Linked DNA regions of Mus musculus: regions 1, 2 and 3 are each linked to region 4. The links are chromatin contacts, called in public Hi-C maps. All regions are on one chromosome and are shown on one strand. The core of a region is the stretch at or near the end of the contact, and the rest is flanking DNA. Distances in the headings are between cores, read along the strand shown. Region 1 holds the start of Zfp958 (zinc finger protein 958). Region 2 holds the start of Evi5l (ecotropic viral integration site 5 like). Region 3 overlaps Gm6410 (a long non-coding RNA gene). Region 4 holds the start of Arglu1 (arginine and glutamate rich 1).

Region 1 (2,853 bases), core at 233-2,732, 4.1 Mb after region 4:
TTCTTTTTTAAAGATTTACTTATTTGTTATTTATATGAGTACACTGTAGCTGTCTTCATGCATACCAGAAGAGGGCATCAGATCCCATTACAGATGGTTGTGAGTCACCATGTGGTTGCTGGGATTTGAACTCAGGACCTCTGGAAGAGCAGTCAGTGCTCTTAACCAGTTGGTTATGACCCTGTAATGCCCCCTGAGAGCAGCTTGATAGAGGCCTGTTTTTAGACCTAGTGGCTGGTTGTAAATCAGGGGAGTGTCCTTTGTTATGGTTTGGAACCATATTTCAGGACAATCCTAGTCAACAAACATGTGTATCCTAGCATCTTAATCTCTAACAGGTCTGGTTAGCATACTACTTCTCTGTAGGAAGTCTTAGCTTGATAGCCGGGCGGTGGTGGCTCACGCCTTTAATACCAGCACTTAGGAGGTAGAGGCAGGCAGATTTCTGAGTTCGAGGCCAGCCTGGTCTACAAAGTGAGTTCCAGGACAGCCAGAGCTACACAGAGAAACCCTGTCTCGAAAAAGCAAAGAAAAAAAAATTATTTGATATCACTTACTCTTTCTAAGCACTGGTAACTACTTCACATCATCTTCTACATTACAGCTAGATATTGGAGTGCTGCTACACAGCACTTGAGATACCTTGTACAACCTCCACAAGATTAACTCCAAATGGATCTTACACCTAAATGTTAAATGCTAAGAACTTGTAGAAGACACTAGAGAAACTAGGGCTATCCAAGTTTGTCTTCCTGCCAAGGATGTTTCTACACAGAAGACCCTGCTTCAAATGCACTGATCCAGCCTCCAAAGTGAAGTAATTCTGAGGCCACCACGAGGTCCAGGGAGTGACTAGAGACCAGAGGGGGTGCAACAGGCTGCCGCTTCCCACTCAGCCCCAGGAAGGACCTACCACTCCAGCTCCCAGCTGCTCAGTCGCCTGCTTCTCCCCTTTGCAGACTATGACCTTGCGCTCACAATATCAAGATTTTGGATCTTGTCTGATTTCCCCTCACAGCATCCAGCAGCAGCACACAGAGCACAGCACACCAGATCAGTCAAACCTGCTCAGCTACAGAACGGAACCTGCAGCAGGGCACCCCGGGGGAGCTGGGGGGGGGGGGGAGACCCTCCTCCTCTTCTGACTGGCAGGTGTGCCTGCAGGCCCTGATTGACCAACAAGTCTTGAACATCTTGAGTACCTCCGTTAGGGTTGGAGCGTGCTGAAGTGTCCAGGGCCAGACCATTTCCAGATATACAAAGATCCGCATTTCCAAAGTCCTTGTGCCTTCCCACCCAGCCTCTGGGGAGGACCCACCACTCTCACTCCGGCTGCTCTTCCCCTTGCCGTGGGGAAGTGACCCTGCTCTCACCATGCCGTGACTGCAGAGCTTGCCTGAGCTCTCCTAGCCGCACCAAACAGCAGTACACAGAGCACGTCACACGGAACCGTTCGAGCTTCTCAGCGGCGGAGCTGGACTTGCAGTATGGCACCCGGAAGAACCCGCCTCTTCTGACTGAGAGGCCTTCCTGGAGAACCTGATTGGCCAATGAGTCTTGAGTGACAGGAACACATCCCTTTGGGTTAGAGTGTGTTAAAGAGACAGAGCATAGTGGTTCCTGGGCCAGGCTTCCACGCCGAGGACCGACCTTTCCCAGATATGCAGAGATTCGCATTTCAATAGCACTTTTTCTTGTCCTCCAATAGCTACCACAGCCAGCCCTTAGGGAGGCCCTGCCACGGACCACCCCAGTCGGGTATGAGGGTTCCTGGGAAGAGGATCCTCGAAGGCTAGGTGGGTAAGGATTTGGCGGTGACAAAACAAACACAGAGGCAGTTTGAATCTGAATATATTTTGCAGTCCTCATGCAAGGGTTTTTATGCATAAAGAAACAAATATTACAACTCTGAGCAGATGTGTTCAGTGAAGCAGTCAGATAGAACATATATCATCATAGTCATTTGGCACAATAAAATACAGAATCATCCAAGAATTACAACTTCTCAAAAAGTGTGTTCATTGACGCAATCACGGATAGAACAGGTAATGAAAGAACTCAGTGGGGAAACCCCCACTCAGCTCCCGATTCGGCGTGCACCCAAGAATCGCGAATAGAACACAACACCTTGATGTAACAACAAGAGGTTTTTTAATGGCGGAGCTCCGGGTCGAAACGTATCTCACACAACAGGAGACAGTGGATTCGACCACGAGGCTTGGAAGCTAGGGGTTTTTATAGAAAAGGAGTGGGGCTGGGGGAGGAATTGGCGCGGTTTCACATGATTGGTCCATTTAAACATCAGCAGCCTGTAACATTTAACTTAGGTCAGAGGGGTGGGAGCTAGGGAGGCGATGGGCTTGCCCGGGCATGTCCTGGTCTGTTCTGCTGTGTTCTCAGCCCCAGGTTTCAAAGCTCACAAACAACTCTTTGGGCTATTTAACATACATTACATGAATTACAGTTTTATTTCCTTTCAGTAACATCATTGTTATTTGGCACAATAAAAATCATCTAAGGCTAGTGGCAAATTTCCAAGAAGAAATTAATACATTTTTAAGGTCAGTTATTGTTTAACATTTAGTACCTGATTTTTTGTAAATCTTCAAAGCATAAATTTAAACTATTTTAATTCTTTTTATTTAAAGGCTTCCTTAAACAATTTACCAAAGCCTACTTCCGATGATGTAAGACCCCGAGCAGTGACAGTAGGGGGCTTTTAACAGCTAGCTGAGGAATTGGGAGGAGTTTGGAGGAGAGTTGAGAGGAGTTGGGAGGAGATAGGAAGAGTTGGGAGGAGTTGGGAAGAGTTGGGAAGAGTTGGGAGGAGAGTTGGCTACAACTCTTTAGCCT
Region 2 (2,830 bases), core at 97-2,596, 4.5 Mb after region 4:
TAGATCTTAGGCCCTGACACGCCCTGGAGTCCCAACTCAAAGAGAATGGGGTGGAAGGGACAGGCTAGGTGCTGGGGACAGAGCTTGCCACCTCACAATCTTCTGTCTTTTGTCTGAGTTAGGAGGTCTGTTGAGGGTACTGGGCTCAAGAAGGTGTATAGAAGTTCTCATGTGTGTGTGTGTGTGTGTGTGTGTGTGTGTGAGAGAGAGAGAGAGAGAGAGAGAGAGAGATGGGGGGGGGAGAGCACTCATGGGCCTGGGTCTGGGTTGGGCCCTTAGGTTCCTGTATATTTAGGGGTATCTAAATGACCCCACTCTGTATCAGAAAGATGGATGGGGAGGGTGTGTCTATGGGGGATGGGATTCAGCACTATCTTTTGGTCTTTTGGGAAGTCCTGAGTGTTCATTTCTTCAGGAAGATGCCATCTAGATGGCTCAAGATCAGCAACAGTGTATAGTCTTCTCAGAAGACTAGAAGTGATGTTTTTTTTGTTTTTGTTTTTATTGGAGCCCTTGAGCAGGAGGGGTGCCAAGTGAGCAGGCTGAGCTGATGTCTCTGGATTCAGTTGGGAATCTTTCCGTTTAAGAGGTGAGGCATGGGTTTCTGTGGAGTCAGAAAGAAAGAGTATAGGGCTCTGATCTTGGTCTCCTTGGAGAGGATGAGGGTGTAGGCCAGACACAGAAGACAGGAAGCCAAGTGGGAGGTTTAGGGGGATGTAAAGGCAAGAGATGTGCAGATGGGAGGGGTCCTGGGACTCGGGGTGGTGGTGGTGGTGGTTGTGGATTGGAAAGGAGACGCTCATGGTGTGTGTGTGTGGGGGGGGGCAGGTCTGCAGACTGGGGGATGGGGAAGCCCTGGACAGATTCTAACAGAGGAGTCTTGGGAAAGATGTACAGAGGTCCTGAGCCTGTGGGGGACGTCGCGAAGAGACACTGGGTCTTAGGAGCCCTGGGAGGGATCCTGAGGGGATCGGGAAGGAGGGTGGGCGGAGGCCGGAGTTCCAGGGTCCGGGACTGGGAATGCCAAGGCTCCCAGCGTGGATTCTGGAGGCGAGGCGACCCCAGGTCACGCTCCTGGTTTGGCTTCCCCGCGGGGCCCCGCAGCACTGACGCCCCCAAGGAGAAGAGGCCCGGTTCGGGCCGCCCTACCTGCGCCGAGAGCGCCTCCATCGCCGCGCCGAGCCTCGCTGTCCCTGCGCTGTGTCGTCCGATGCCCCGACCCACGGTCACGTCTGCTCGAGGGTCCCGCAAACCCCGCGGCCCGGCCCCTTTCAATCAGCCACCCCCGGGGACCGCGGCCGTCGCTGGCTCCGCCACTGCCATTTCACCCGCTGACAGGAGCCGCTGCCCCGCCCCCCGCCCCCCAGCCCAGTCAACCAATTCACCGCCCCCTTAGGCCTTTGGCTCCGCCCACTGTAGAAGAATGACATAAGACCTGACCAATCCATAGCCACCCCGTGAGGCGGACCCTGGCTACGGTTCTCTGAGGAGAGGAGCGAATTGAAATGAGAGAATCTGTGATGGACATCTAATTTTACCTATCAAAATAAGTAATAATATTGATCGACACCTAAACTACTAATAGTGATGGGCGAGAGGTGTGCCTCGGAAGGAAAGCTGAGGCCTTGAGCAACCCTTAGCTGAAAGCACTAAGCCCCGCCCAGAGCTGGAATTCTACCCAATCATGAGAGGTTCTGAGCCGTCCATTACTATCTGCTCTTCAAACCTCGTCCCTGGTAACTGTTGAGATGGGAGGGGTGTGCTGTGAAAGAGATCCTGACTTCTAAGCAGTCAGCGACACTGATGGAAGGCGGGCTCTTGTATTTGACCAATGGAGTCGTGAGACTGGGAATGAGGTTGGCGTCCTGGGCGGTAGGACTTAAGGCCATGGGCTGAATGAAATGGAGGAGTTAATGAGGAGGCGTGTCTCGGTGCAAGGATAGGCGGGACCAGACAAGGGCCGGGCTCCTGGCTTGGGTTTTAGATCGGGCGTATGCAGAAGGCCTCTCTTCAGAGCCAGCATCTCTGTGGTGGCCGGGTGGTTAGGTCAGGTCCTACCCTTGCTGGGTGAATCTGGCATCAAAACGCCGATTGCATCCTTCATTTGCCCCAACCATTATCTCTCCTGGGACGGGGCGGGGCGGGGCGGGGATGGGGTATAGAGCGGCGGAGGGGGTGTCAGGTCTCCTTTGGGTCCAGAGCCGCACACGTGAGAGCTGCTTTAAAGGCTTGAAGAATGAATGAATGAATGGGACCTTGGTTCTTTTGCCGACTCCCCCTTGTCCTCGTTTTTTTCCTCCTCCCCTTTCTCCTTCCACTTTGTTTTTATTTTTTTTTTATTTTAATTTTTGAGACAGAGTCTATTGTAGTCTTAGGATGACCTCAAAATTTTCTGTGTAGCAGAGGGTGACTTTGAACTCCAGATCCTCCCACTTTTCACCTTCCACTCACCACCTTGGCCAGATCCTAGATTCTTTTAATAAGTAAGTGAGGGCAGAGAGCATGTATGACCCATCATTGACAGCTACAAGACTTGAGAAGAGGATGACTCCAGGGTGTGGGTTATGGGCCTTGGACAGGGTGGGGCAAGGAAGGATGTGTCATAGAAGGAAAGCTGAGATCATAGGTTCAGCAGGGGGAGTGGTTCCCCTCTGGAGGAGACTGATGAGTAGTGGAGTACAGCCTGATTCACAAAAGGCTACAAAAAAGTTCAGCATGATGGCTGAAGATCGGGGGGGGGGGGGGGGGACACGAGGGGAAACAGAGGAGTCTATTCAGAATAGGGACTGTCAGGATTTCTAAGGTTTGAGATCTTAACCTTTTGTATAGT
Region 3 (2,915 bases), core at 189-2,688, 4.0 Mb after region 4:
TGGTCTGGATAGGATTGGTGTGGCATTAGGAAGTATGGGTGTGTCCTGACCAATTGAGGGCATTGTTGTTGAATAGTGGGAGTAGACTGAAGATCTGTGGGTGTTTTCTGTAGTGGAAGTGTCCTAAAGGAGTATGGGCATGGTCTGAGAGTAGTGGGTGTGCCCTGAAGGAGGATGGGCGTGGTCTCAGAGTAGTGTGCTTGGCCTAAAGGAGGGTGGGCATGTTCTGAAGCTGCATGGGCATGGCCTAAATGAGGGTGGGCGTGGCATTTGAAAGCATGGGCATGAATATCATTTGCATATTTGCTTATTCACATATGCATTTACATGTACACTTGCGTGCACATTGCATATACAATTACATATCATTTGTATGTGCATTTATAAATACATTTACATATATGAAAAGACCAAAAGACAACTGGGATAATTCCCACAGTGACTCGCAACTGAGGATAGCCACGTGGGTAGGGTGTCCTCCTCAAACCTAACATGAAGAAACAAAAAAAAGATTCAGAAGTCAGCCAGTCCTTCTCAGTGACTATGTAAATGTCTATGTAAATTTGTGGATGTGTCCTCGCTGTCTATGTAAATGTCTATGTGTATTTGTGGTTGTGTTCTGAGTAACTATGTAAATGTCTACATAAATATCTCTGTAAATTTGTGGGCATGTTCTCAGTGTCTATGTAAATGTCTATGTGGGCGGGCCTACCAATGTGTGGGCAGGCCTAAAGATGTGTGGGAGTGGCCTAAAGATGTCTGGGCGGGCCCAAAGATGTTATGGAGTGGCCTAAAAGTGTCTGGGCGGGCCTAATTTGAGGTGTGTTCTGTCTCTGTAAATTTGGGGGCGTGTTCTAACTGTCTATGTAAATGTATATGTAAATTTGGGGGCGTGTTCTGACTATGTAAGTGTCCTAAAGATGTGTGAGAGGAGCCTGAGTGTAGTGGGAGGATCCTAAGGATGTGTGGGAGGGGCCTGAATGTAGTGGGAAGGTCCTAAAGATGTGTGGGAGTGTCCTAAAATGTGTGGGAGGGGCCTGAGTATAGTGGGCGGGTCCTAAAGATGTGTGGGAGTGTCATAAAGACGTGTGGGAGGGGCCTGAGTGTAGTGAGAGGGTCCTAAAGATGTGTAGGAGTGGCCTAAAAAAGTGTGGTAGGGGCCTGAGTGTAGTGGGAGGGCCTAAAGATGTGTGGGAGGGGGCTGAGTGTACTGGGAGGGCCTAACGTTGTGTGGGAGGGGCCTGAGTATAGTGGAAGTGTCCAAAAGATGTGAGTGTCCTAAAGATGTGTGTGAGTTGCCTAAGGATGTGTGGAAGAGGCATAAAGCCCTGTGGGCATAGCCTGAGTGTTGTGGGCGGGGCCTAAAGTCCTGTAGTAGTGGCCTGAGAGTATTGGGCAGGGCATGAAGCTGTGTAGGCTTGGCCTGAGTGTAATGGGTGTGGCTTGAGTGTAGTGGGAACAGCATTAAAGCCGTGTGGGCGTGATCTAGGTGTAGTGGGTGTGACATAAAGACGTGTCGGCAGCGGCTGTGACCTACCACGTCACGGCGGCTGTGGGAACGGAGGCGTCTGACTGACATTGGGGTCACCGAGCGACCGGGGCGCATGGGTCGCGGCAGTTACCGTTGGGACGGGGAAACCCCGGCCTCGGCGTCAAAGTCTACGTCAGTGGGCGTGGCAGTGCGCGCACACCTCGATGATGCCGGCTCTGACGTCACAGGAGTCAGAACGCGGAAGCGGGCTCAGGAACCGAATTCACTGTCTGTCTTCAGCTGAGGCGGAATTTACAGCAGGTGTAAGAGTGAGGCAGGGGGATTCCTGTGAGTAAGGAAGGAACTGAGGCAGGGGGATGACCGTGACTGCACGGACCTGAGACAACAGGAGAGAGACTTCCGGTACGCAGCAGGAAGCCCCGCCCGCTTGGCCTTGACTGAGGCAGGGGCTTGCGCTTTATTTTTCTTTTCTCAATATATAAACAAACGCAGTGATGTAGCCGCCCCCTCCGCCTGTCAATCACCGTCTCCGCCCACTGAGCTGTGCTCGCCAATCAGAGAAAAACCTCGCGGGGCTCAGAGGACCCAAACCCGGGACTGGGACAGAATTACGACTCCTAGCATGCCTAGGGGCTACCGCCACCTCACTTCCTGTGGCAAACAGGAGATCCCGCGCGAGGAGGGAAGTAACTACAACTCCCAGCATGCACTAGAATTATTGAACCATAACTTTCTGCGCCAGACAGGATGTGCCTCCGGCCCGGACAGGAAGTCCGATCGGTCTGCTGCGGCCGCAGGGGTTGATGGGAGATGCAGTCCAGTCAGGAAGCTTCGCCTCATGCGTGCCCCGTCCTGCTCGCTGTTTCCGGTCGTACCGAATGGCACCGTGACTGACGGCACGGAGAGGCTTCCAGTGGGCGGCGGGAGCCCCTCTGCGGCGGCGGCTGAGGAGCGAAGCGGGAGCGGGAAACGGAATCACTGTCTGCAGCTGAGGCACGGGGCGGGGGATGACAGCGGGTGTGAGAGTGAGGCAGGGGGATTCCCGTGAATAAAGGAGCTGAGGCAAGGCCATGACAGCAACTGCACTGACATGAGATGGTAGGAAGCCCCGCCCGCTGGCCAGTGACTGACGGCACGGGTTTCCAATCCCCGGTCATTGAACGGCAGGGGGGGCGTGTCGAGGCGGAGAAACCGCGGAACGGAGGAATATTCGAGGACGGGGAATCTGCGCATGCACTGCTGCGCCGGCGGGCTAGAGGACCGGAAGTCCAGGCTGCGGTTCCGCTACCACGCGAATTCTCATGCCACCCATACATTCAACATTTGGTCTCTGTCCCTAAATCACATAACATACAGCAGACACATCTGCTGTTCAATGTTAAGCTACTTTGCAAGCATGGTGGGTTTATATTTTTAATTTTAT
Region 4 (2,856 bases), core at 347-2,846:
GAGGGTGCTCTGGAGCCTGGAGGGAAACTACACTCAACTCTCATAAGAAGGTGGTACGGGCCAGGGCACTTGCTCAAGACCTTGGTTTATGCCGGGCAGTGGTGGCACATGCCTTTAATCCCAGCACTTGGAAGGCAGAGGCAGGCGGATTTCTGAGTTCGAAGCCAGCCTGATCTACAAAGTGAGTTCCAGGACAGCTACACAGAGAAACCCTGTCTCAGAAAAAAAAAAAAAAAAAAAAAAAGACCTTGGGTTACATCCCCAGCACCACACACACACATAAAAAGAAAGAATGAGGCTACGATGGTGATGGTGTACGCCTTTAATCCCAGCATTTGGGAGGCAGAGGCAGGCAGATCTCTGAATTCCAGATCAAACTGGACTACAAAGCTAGTTCCATGATAGACCACAGAGCTGTCCAGGGCTGCAGAGAGAAACTGTCTCAAAAAAACCTACACATACACACACATACAGAGAGGTAGAGTGGAATCCTTACTGCCTTTGAACCTCCAGAAGAACCCTTCCTCTAAACTTCATGAATTGGACCTAATATGCAATGTTTCAGCATTAAAAGGTGGGCCCTTTGGGAAAGAGAGTAAGCCCTGGGGCTTTGGTTTAAAAAAAAATGCAACTAGTGTGTTTTGTGTGTGTGTGTTTTGTTTGGTTGGGGTTTTTTTGGCCTAGTGTTCTTAAGATGTTTACAAGGGAACCCTTATCTTATGCATTCTTTTCCCCTCCTAAGGTCTCCTGCTGGAAGCTCAGACAGAATCCTTAGCACAAACAGATCCACTACTTAATAGAGTTCTCAGCCTCCAGAACTGTAGGAAACAACTTTCTCTTGGGTATAAAATAATGAGTCATTGGTATTTTGCTATAGCAGCTCAAAAACTAAAAGACTCATTGAGATAGGCCACTACCCATTTTTCTTTTCGATGTCTTTAAAGAGAGCTATTGCTCTCTGGGACTAGGCCTTGAGCTCATTATGTAGTCCAGGCTGGCAAAATCCACAAAACTGTAACCTTTTAAATAAAACTTTATTAAGAGCATTTAACTGGCTCTAACATATACATTCTTAAGAAAACTTGGGACTCCTCTGGGCATTGTTCTAATTTATTGTTTGTTTACAATAAATTATTAACAATTTATTAATTGTTCTGGTTGGTATGTATGCATGCATGTATGTATGTATGTATGTGTGCAACCCCAGCTGGCCTCCAACTTACTAAATAGCCAAGGCTGACCTTGGACAACTGGTCCTTCTGATCCATCTTCTAGGGGCTAAAATTCTGGGCATGTACCACCACATCCAACTCACAATTGATACATTCTCAATGCTGGCTAAGGAAACAACAGGACTTTCCCAATTACTCGGGCCTTATCCTGTCTTTCAGCCAAGGCTCATCATAAATATTCTCCAACTCCTAAGGTTTTCGTGGGTCTTGTTGAGGTGAAAGTTAAAGACCTGAAGGCTGGCCAGCATTCTTCTCTTTAGTTGCCACGCAGCGGCGGAAAGAGCCGAGCGCGCTCGGCCGCATTCGCCGGCCCTCCTAGGCGACGTCGTCAGGGGGCGGGGCTCGTGCCGGCACGCTCGGCGCGGGGCATTGTGGGAAGGGCGGCCGGTGCTGCCACAGCTGCCATCTTAGGGACTCCGGGCCGGGCCTGCTAGGCCTTCGCGGCGGAGGCGGCCGTGTGCGTGGCGGGTGCGCTTGGGGCGAGGCGGAGGGTCCGCGGGCGGGGGGCCGCGCTTCCCAGCGGCGAGGGGGCGGCCTGCGGCGGGCAGCGGGCGACAGGCGGCGGGCGCCGCGCGGCGCGAGGATGGGCCGGTCGCGGAGCCGGAGCTCGTCCCGCTCTAAGCACACCAAGAGCTCCAAGCACAACAAGAAGCGCAGCCGCTCGCGCTCGCGCTCGCGGGACAAGGAGCGGGTGCGGAAGCGCTCCAAGTCCCGGGAGAGCAAACGGAACCGGCGGCGGGAGTCGCGCTCCCGCTCGCGCTCCACCAACGCGGCGGCATCCCGGCGCGAGCGGGAGCGCGCCTCGTCCCCGCCCGACCGCATCGACATCTTCGGGCGCACGGTGAGCAAGCGCAGCAGCCTGGACGAGAAGCAGAAGCGCGAGGAGGAGGAGAAGAAGGCGGAGTTCGAGCGACAGCGAAAAATGTGAGGGGCGCGCGGCTGGAGGCGCGGGGCGCGCTCACGGGGGCCGGGTGGGGCGGGAGCGCCGGCCCGGAAGTCCGAGTTGAGGGCGCGAGGCGGGAGGTTGGCGGGGCTGCGGATCCCCGGGCCCGAGGCGTTGGAGCGCAGGGCACCTGTGCGGGGGTCCGTCCCGGGGCGCGCCCGGCTTGAGAGTGTGGGCCCTTTCTGAACCTCCTTTCATACGGTCGTTCAAAGACAGATGCACAAAGTTGCAGCGGACACCCGGGGTGCCTCTCCGGCCCCTCTCTTTTTTGTCTTGGCCTCAGCCCCTCTAGTGAGCATGCTTGACCCTACTGTTGACCCTGCTGTTTGCCCGCCTAAATGCTTCTAGTTTCAGAGCGCTCTTATCCGAATTTTTCACTTAGGGCAAAACCGGTTCCCATCAGGGGACTGGACTTGAAATTTGGGGGAAGATCACGTGGTTTTGAGTGAGGCGGCTTTCGATGTGAAAGTAGGTGTTGATGACCCAACCAGAGTAAACTTGAACGTTGTGAAGTACTTTTTTAAAAAAGATGTGCCCAGCCCCCCTCCCCCCCCCCGCCCCAGCCACGTGGAGCAATAATACTAAGCATATGTGTTCCCTGTTAAGCCAGCCATCGTTTCCGGAGTAATTAACTGAAGACTTGAATAAGTGGTTATGAAGCAGGAACTAGGTAGTTTGTGT

What was found. A called contact is a pair of places that touch in the nucleus more often than the background predicts.
Region 1: a contact with region 4 is called in a Hi-C map of B cells, with 6 read pairs. The contact joins the promoter of Zfp958 here to the promoter of Arglu1 in region 4. A contact is called at or near these places in 2 of 484 Hi-C or Micro-C datasets (B cells and CD4 T cells).
Region 2: a contact with region 4 is called in a Hi-C map of CD8 T cells, with 4 times the contacts expected there. The contact joins the promoter of Evi5l here to the promoter of Arglu1 in region 4. A contact is called at or near these places in 2 of 484 Hi-C or Micro-C datasets (CD4 T cells and CD8 T cells).
Region 3: a contact with region 4 is called in a Hi-C map of B cells, with 7 read pairs. The contact joins the enhancer-like site here to the promoter of Arglu1 in region 4. A contact is called at or near these places in 10 of 484 Hi-C or Micro-C datasets (B cells, CD4 T cells, CD8 T cells and 5 more).

What each region holds. Positions count from the first base shown.
Region 1 is chr8:4,611,799-4,614,651 of GRCm38.p6, reverse strand. Zfp958 (zinc finger protein 958) reads right to left here and starts at 1,482. Exons shown (of 4, transcript NM_145591.5): 1 at 1,374-1,482. The coding sequence starts at 1,376.
Region 2 is chr8:4,165,083-4,167,912 of GRCm38.p6, reverse strand. Evi5l (ecotropic viral integration site 5 like) reads right to left here and starts at 1,346. Exons shown (of 20, transcript NM_001346730.2): 1 at 1,150-1,346. The region is part of intron 4 of 4932443L11Rik (a long non-coding RNA gene); the gene reads left to right.
Region 3 is chr8:4,677,189-4,680,103 of GRCm38.p6, reverse strand. It overlaps Gm6410 (a long non-coding RNA gene), which reads right to left. Exons shown (of 2, transcript XR_378684.4): 1 at 1,538-2,915. Among named protein-coding and RNA genes, the nearest start is that of Gm6410, 3.8 kb to the right of the region's middle. Within about 2 kb of position 1,438, at least 411 of the 459 cell types and tissues checked have an H3K27ac peak or open chromatin away from gene starts, as enhancers often do. A contact at or near this core is called in B cells, CD8 T cells, erythroblasts and 4 more, where this site is marked.
Region 4 is chr8:8,689,277-8,692,132 of GRCm38.p6, reverse strand. It overlaps Arglu1 (arginine and glutamate rich 1), which reads left to right and starts at 1,596. Exons shown (of 4, transcript NM_176849.3): 1 at 1,596-2,156. The coding sequence starts at 1,816. Mir7654 (microRNA 7654) reads left to right here and starts at 1,971; the gene lies at 1,971-2,040.